Regions from separate parts of the Canis lupus genome. Here region 2 is linked to region 1. A link is a contact called in public Hi-C data. All regions are on one chromosome and are shown on one strand. The core of a region is the stretch at or near the end of the contact, and the rest is flanking DNA. Distances in the headings are between cores, read along the strand shown. Region 1 holds the start of ANKRD44 (serine/threonine-protein phosphatase 6 regulatory ankyrin repeat subunit B). Region 2 has its middle 45 kb from the start of ANKRD44.

What was found. Hi-C and Micro-C count contacts between places; a contact is called where the count stands out from the background.
Region 2: a contact with region 1 is called in a Hi-C map of blood, with 2.8 times the contacts expected there. The contact joins the enhancer-like site here to the promoter of ANKRD44 in region 1. A contact is called at or near these places in 2 of 9 Hi-C or Micro-C datasets (amygdala and blood).

The regions. Positions count from the first base shown.
Region 1 is chr37:6,743,305-6,746,717 of UU_Cfam_GSD_1.0, forward strand. It overlaps ANKRD44 (serine/threonine-protein phosphatase 6 regulatory ankyrin repeat subunit B), which reads right to left and starts at 1,322. Exons shown (of 29, transcript XM_038585235.1): 1 at 1,099-1,322. The coding sequence starts at 1,125.
Region 2 is chr37:6,787,515-6,791,416 of UU_Cfam_GSD_1.0, forward strand. No RefSeq gene overlaps it. Among named protein-coding and RNA genes, the nearest start is that of ANKRD44, 45 kb to the left of the region's middle. Within about 2 kb of position 2,612, at least 2 of the 20 cell types and tissues checked have an H3K27ac peak or open chromatin away from gene starts, as enhancers often do. A contact at or near this core is called in blood, where this site is marked.

The DNA of each region.
Region 1 (3,413 bases), core at 72-2,571:
TGGGGACAGCGAGGCAGCAAGTGCAACCGGCTGGAGACGCAGGAGGTTTCGCACCACGGAGCAGCCCCTCTGCGGGGCGCCGAGGTCCAGCCTGCCTCCGGGCCCACCTGCACCCCCAAACAGTGCTCGTTTCACGACCCTCGAGTAAATGGCAGGAGGGGGGCGAGGGGAAGCCGCCCGGTCCCTTTCCTTCGCGGAAGGAGCTGCAGAGTTTTGTCACGCAGCTCGGCGGGCGCCTCTGAGTGCCGCCGCCCTCGGGGCAGCAAAGGCTGCAAAGGTGGGGCGTCCCCGTCGCCCAGACCCGCCGCGAGGACGCTCGGGGCTCCGCAGCTCCCCTGGGCGGGCGCCGGCCGGGACGGCAGCGGACAGACCCTCGGCGGGCGGGGACGGCGGGCGGGCCCGGGGCGCGCGACTGGAGCTCCCGGGGCACCTCGGCCGCCGCGCACACGCAGCCTCCGCGCCGCGGCGGGGGAGGTCGGGCCGTCCCGGGGAACCGACGCCCCAGACAGCCCGACCCCGGGGGCCGCGGGCCCGGCCGGCCTCCGCCGTGGCTCGGGGAAGGGTCCCCGGCTGCGAGCCGTCCGCCCGCTCCCGCCGCCGCCCTCCTTCCGGGCGGCCCCGGGGAGCCCCTCGAGCCTCCCCTCCCCCTGCCCGGCCGGGGCCCGCGCACACCGGCTTGCACCCGCGCGCACCCGCAGCCCCGCTTGCATCCGTGCGCCCGCGCACCCATGCACCCGCTTGCACCCGCACCCCCGCTTGCACCCGCTTGCACCCGTGCACTCGCACAGCCGCGCGCACCCGCTTGCACCCGTGCACTCGCCCACCTGCGCGCACCCGCGCGCGCACCCGCTTGCACCCGCGCACCCGCGCGCCCGCACCCCGGCGGCGCCCCGGCCCCGGCCCCGGCCCCAGCGCTCGGGCGCGCCGCGGGCACCGGGCGGAGCGCGCAGCTCCGACGGCCCAGGGCGGGGACGGCGCCGCAGAGCCTCAGCCCCCCGCCTGGGGCGCAGCGGGCGGCCGCGCACAGCCCTCCCCGCCGCGCCGAGCCCGCAGCCCGCGCCGCGCCCCCGAGCCCGCCGTCCCCGCCGCCGCCCCTACCTGGTCGGCGAGTTTGAGCACTGCCATTCTTCCGCCGCTCGGCGCGCGCGCATGCAGGTCCCCGGCCCGCAGATGTCACGCCGGGCGCCGGGGAAGCGGAAGGGACCGCCGGGGGAAGGGGGGGAATCTGGCTCCCGAATTTGACAGCCCTCCCCCTGCTCCTCCCCCGCCGCCGCCTCCTCCCGCCGAGAGGCCGACCCGGGCCGCCGGGCTCTGCAGCCGAGCCCGCCCGCCCGTCTACAGGAAGTGCCGGCTGCTGCCAGCCCGGCCGCCACTGACATCACCGCCGCCGCCTGCTCGGCCGCGCCGCCCGGGCCGACGCTGCCTCCTGCCGCCCGCAGCCCGGCCTCGCAGCCCGCGGCCCCCCGCGCCCCGCGCCCCGCGCCCCCCGCCCCGCGCCCCGGAGAGCCGGCCCCCCCGCCCCGCGGCCGCACGGGGGCGCGCGGTTAGAGACGCCCCGCGCCCCCGCCCGCGCCCCGGCCCGCGCCCCCGCCCGCGCCCCGGCCCGCGCCCCCGCCCCGCGCCCCGCGCGCACACACACACGCGCGCGCGCACACACACACGCACACGCACGGACACTACCTGATGAGCCGCCCTTGCAGACGCAGGCCTCGCGGTGGCACTCCCAGGCCGCCAACTCCAACCGCAGGGACTCGGTCAACCGCACTTCTCCCTAATCCGGGGCCACATCCCACCCGGGGCAGGGATTGTAGCTCGGGGGCTTTTCTTTGTTCAGTGCGGGGAGGCCTTGGACACGTAGTAAGTCTTTAGCGAGTGTTGGTCAATCACTTAGGAGGGGGGCGGGGGGGCCGGGGCTGCAGCCCTTCCACCCTGTTCTCCAGCTACCTGCCAGCTAGACACAAACCCATCGTGAAGTTCAAACACTGGGTTCTGAGTTGGAGAGATGGAGGTGGAGCGGACTTCTTAGAGAAGACAAGGAGCCCTCAGTTAGATTGTCCTAAATTAATGGGGCTTTTGAGCATCGTCACCAGTCCTGGCTCATTCATTTCTACAAAATCCAGCTACCATGCTCTTCCACAAATAGAAGATTTCAGCCATCAAACAGCACGGGCTACAGATACAGGGGTAATATGCACAAATCCGAGTAAGTGTTGATACTTCTGGAATTTGAAGCGAACGCTTATTTAAGAACTGAGCGCCTGCTTTGTACAGACACCAGCTAGGCACAGTATGAAAGGCCGGGAGCATAAACAGGGACGATTCCTAGCCTCAGTGGGTGTCCTGCATAAACCACAGGGTCACAACTAAAGAATGTAATCACAGACTGATAAGTAATGGGGGGGGGGGTGCTTCTGAAGGAATCCATGGCAAAGGAATCAGGCCCAAACAGGTTGGTGATGGCAGACATCCCTGGGAAAGTAACAAGAGTTGAGATTCTGGAGGAGGAAGAGTTAACTTTAAGTAGGCAAGTGGGCGAGGTACTGCTCCCAGGTAGCCCCATATGCCCCTGGCAGGCCACAAGGCAAAGCTGCCTTGAATAGTAAATCAGAGCTAGAGGTCTGGGTTGACACCAGATACTGCCTTTCATTCATTCACAAACCAAATGTGGACTCTTGCTCCCTACTTTCAGAGCCTCTTCAAAGATTCCACGTGGGAAAGGGAGAATGGAGTGGTAGCATTTGCTTAGCATCCTCCTCTTTATTACCCAACCATGGAATTGTGACTCAGATCATACAGACAAGGGAGCTAAGAAAGCGCACTCCTGGCTTCCACTCCTCGATCTTCAGTAATGCTCAGAGACACAACGTTTTTCTCCGCAAGTCCTCCTTCAAACACAAAATAGATTGCATTTGTTGTATCTGGGAGGCAGTTCTTCACCACTGTTGTAGGTATTTGTATTTACTAATTCACCCTGCATGGCTTTGTAACTAAACTGAATAGGACACAGAATTCTCTACGGAAAAATAGCCATCTTTCAGAAGAATGATAACAAATAATTTAATCTGGCAAATGCACTCAAGATCTACTTTGGTTCATCATGGCCATGCCTGTACATAATTTCTTTGGGCCCAATTTGAAAGGAGGAGGGAGCTGTTCTCGCAGCTATCTCAACCCTATCAGACCCATCAACCCCTTTTTGAAACTAGTATTTTTAACACTCCCCTTACTGTCTTGAAATGAAATTCATAGACGATATTAATTACCTATGCAAATTGCCCAAGACATCAGTATAATGTCCTAATTATATAATAAAGGAAAATAACTTGTAATTAATTTCATATTAGAAGGCAAAGTAAATAGTAAGATGCTTATACCTGTATGTAGAACCATTGCAAATGAGAGAACTATAAGTG
Region 2 (3,902 bases), core at 1,362-3,861, 46 kb after region 1:
TGATCTTCCAGGCTTCTCTTAGATTTGTTCTGGCTTAATTTTTTAAAAATGCCTAGTGGGCTCTCTAAAAATAAATCAGTAAATATTTTTTTAAAAAACCAAAGGGGTGCCTGGGTGGCTCAGTCTGTTGAGCATCTGACTCTTGGTTTTTGGCTCAGACCATGATCTCAAGGACGTAAATTCGAGCCCCAGATCAGGTTCCATGTTCAGCATGAAGTCTGCTTAAGATTCTCTCTCCCTCTCCTTCTGCCCCTCAATTTCCAAATATATAAATAAATCTTCTTTTGACAAGATCCCTAGTGGGAAAGGCAGCTAACTATAGGGGGAGTTTGCTGCCAAGCTGAATAGGTAGTGGGTACTGTGTAAAGAGATGGCCAATCCCAAGAATGGACTTTCATCTGCTCTGACTAGCTTGACAAGTTCAAGTCCTACTCCTTTGACAGCAACTAATCACACACCAGCCCCTCTCTGTGCTTGGGATTCTGAGTCTGATTCTAGATTTATGAAGAAAGAACCTACAAAAACATCCACTTTGATTAGCTCAGAACTACAAGGAAGAGGTGCAGTAGTCTTTTGAATACAAAGCATATGTCACGTATACTCTACTATCACTTGTGCCAAATGAATAAACATTCGAGAAGGATTCTAGTGGACATATTGTTTATTAGCATTTGATTTTTTTACCTGGTTGATATGGAAGGTAGAAAGGTATACCCTGATTCCAAGACTGCCTTTTCCTCTGTTTTCTTTTTTCTCTTTCTTTTCTTTTTTCTTTTCTTCCTTCCTTCCTTCCTTCCTTCCTTCCTTCCTTCCTTCCTTCCTTCCTTCCTTCCTTCCTTCCTTCTTTTTTTTGGTGGCATCTGTAAAGCATTTCACTTTCTAATTGTGGATCACACAGTGTGTTTCATGGCTCATGTTACTGTCTTTCAACTTCCAGTCCCTCTTCCCACCCCCACTCTTAAATGAGAAATGAAATAAAATGAAAAAGGAGGCCAGTTGGAATTTATTTTCCTCCCCCTGTAGCAGATGTTAAATGCAAACTTTTTAAATGAGAGAATATTTAAAAAGCCTTCTTTTTATCCCAGAGCAACTGCCCTTCATCCTAAGTCCCAGGCTCAGGAGGAAACCTCATTGATCTTTTTATCCAGGGTGCAGACAGAGGACACTAGAGCTCAAAGCTGGCTCATGGAGGGCCTTGGGCAAGACTTTGAATCTCTCTGGGTCTCAGTTTACTCATGGGGGGAGGGGGGCATTGGATGAAAAAATCTTTGAAGTTATTCCAGCTCCTAGGAGTCAATGAATTGTCTCCAAATTCAATTGTAAAACTACTGACCATTTTTTATGAGAAAAATCACTTTCCCTCTTTTCCCCCAGTTCCTTTTCTCAATAACCAGGGATCATCTCATTAATTTGGTTTTATGAGGGATTTGTGGCTAATCTCAGTCACTTGGGTAAAAGCTCTCTGTTAAAGTAGATGTTTGAGAAGCTGCTTCTTTAATTCAGATACATGGTTTAAATCTGTTTAGAGAGCTTCACATGACAAATACCACTACATCTCTGATCTGCTTCAATCCTTTTGGTGTGAGAGCTATGTATTGTTTATATTTGCCCAAAGCACCTGTATGTTATTAAATTCTACCCCACACTCCCCACATACACCCACATATTTGTATGGTACTTCTAGCCAACTCCACTTTCCAAGCTGAGGTCAAGAGTCTTTTGACTTCCTTCCTGCCTCGCAGCTACACCTGACTCATAAGTATCCTCCTGTTTTCTTCATTCACACTCTGATAAATGCCATTACCTTACAGTCCTCGGACAACAGATCCATATGGATGGGACCTCTTGAGTGTGCCTTTCTAGATATCCTAGCTGGATCCTTCCTGCAATGGTGGGTTCGTGAGGAAATGAAAGGTTAAAAAGGAACTTTCTTTGCTCTTGATCTTTAAAAATTACAATTATAAGTATGCGCACTTTTGCATACGGTCATGGCCACCATAGCAGAAGATAGTAAAAAAAAGAAACAACACAACAACAACAACAACAAAAAACAAGATCCTAGTTTCTGCAGTTTTTCTTTTTTTTTTTTTTAAGATTTTATTTATTTATTCATAGAGATGCAGAGAGAGAGAGAGAGAGAGAGAGAGGCAGAGACACAGGCAGAGGGAGAAGCAGGCTCCATGCAGAGAGCCCGACGTGGGACTCGATCCAGGGTCTCCAGGATCACGCCCTGGGCTGCAGGCGGCACCAAACCGCTGTGCCACCAGGGCTGCCCTGCAGTTCTTCTTTTTAATCCAGAAAATGCCTGAGTCCAATTCACTTAAGACTTATTTAAATTTTATAACTCTTTTTTACTACAGCATCCTGAGCCTCTGATTCTGCCCAATTTTGTCACATTTCAACAAACGAAATGTGATTTTGCTGTTAAGCTCCCTAAAGAACAGAAACATTGCTCAAGAGAAATACAAGAAGTCAGGGAATGTAGGCTTGGTTCGTATTTCTCATCATCATCACCCAAGAACATCTAGCATATTTTCTTCTTCCTTGTGGGGGAAGTTTAAAGCTTCAAGGCCCAACTCATAGCCACATGGTTTTCATTTCCTGGCCTCCTCTCTCAGCCGCCGCAGTACCCGCAGCACACACAAAGGCCTCATCCTCTATTTGCAGATTCAAGATACCGTCACTTGTACATTTTTCACGGAAGCAAATGAGGCATAAAAAGTCAATATTCTGCATACATATCAGCCCAAATAATAAATAGCTGCCTGCTGGCTCCATTTGTTCCCTTGATTTGTACTAACCTTTACATTTGTTCAGACCTTTAGAGCCTACAAAGCACTTTTACATTCATTAATCTCACAGAGTCCTCACCCTAAACCTCAGAGAGGGGTACACCCATCTCCTCACGTTATAGATGCAAATGGCTACGTGGAGAGGTGTGATGACTGGCCAAGACTGCACAAGTCAGGAGCAGACCTAGGACTCAAACCTCAGCCTCTGACTCTGAGTCCAGCCCTCATTTTTCTCCCCTGCCACCATAAACTGTGCAATGTTCTTCCTTGTTGCATTGGAGACATAGATGAACAGGGCCTGACTGGGCAATGTTAGTGTCCAGGAAAGTTGTCTTGGGAAATGCAGTAGAAGGGGTGCTAAGAACCTAGACTGCAGGCCAAGCAGCCTAGGTGTGAATCTGGACTCTGCCTCATAAGAGCCACGTGACATTGCAACACTCCAGGGACTTCACGTGAGTGGTGTCCTAGGAGGTCTTTGGAGCAGCTAGCCTAGGGGTTGCTTGATTGCCCTGTGATTCAGTGGTCCCATCTGAGGAATGGAAGTCATGATACCTACTGCCAAGGCTGTGGTGGCAACTGGAGAACATAAAACACATAATCCTGGCCCAGTAAATAACACCCCCAAATGTTCTGTGCCTCTGGAAGGCTGTTCCCCTGATCTCTACCTTCTTGAACATGTCTCTACCCACATCCCTTTCTGTGAATGTCCTCTGTGCTCTCCACTAATCCCATGGCTGAGCCCCCCATGGTATCCTGCCAATATTGAAGGCAGCACTAAGCCAGGCACTGTGCTAAGCTCAAACATGCACACCTTCCCTTGACCCCATATTTCAGCATCTCTCCCACACTCCTGCTAAACCAGGCCCCGCTGATGAGTGAGCAGCATGAGCTGCTGCAGAGGAGTCTGGATAAGGGTTTTCTCATCCCAGTTCTACCATTAACGATCTAGGTGAACAACAGGCCCAGATCATCCCCTCTCTGAGTCTCATCTAACTCATCTGCTAGGAGAGACTTTTTAATACCTGTCCTGTTCCTTAAGAGAATCACTGTCTCTACAAAGAGGATGAATCATATGAAGCTGCTAAGCAAATGAAAAACAAAACAAAGGTG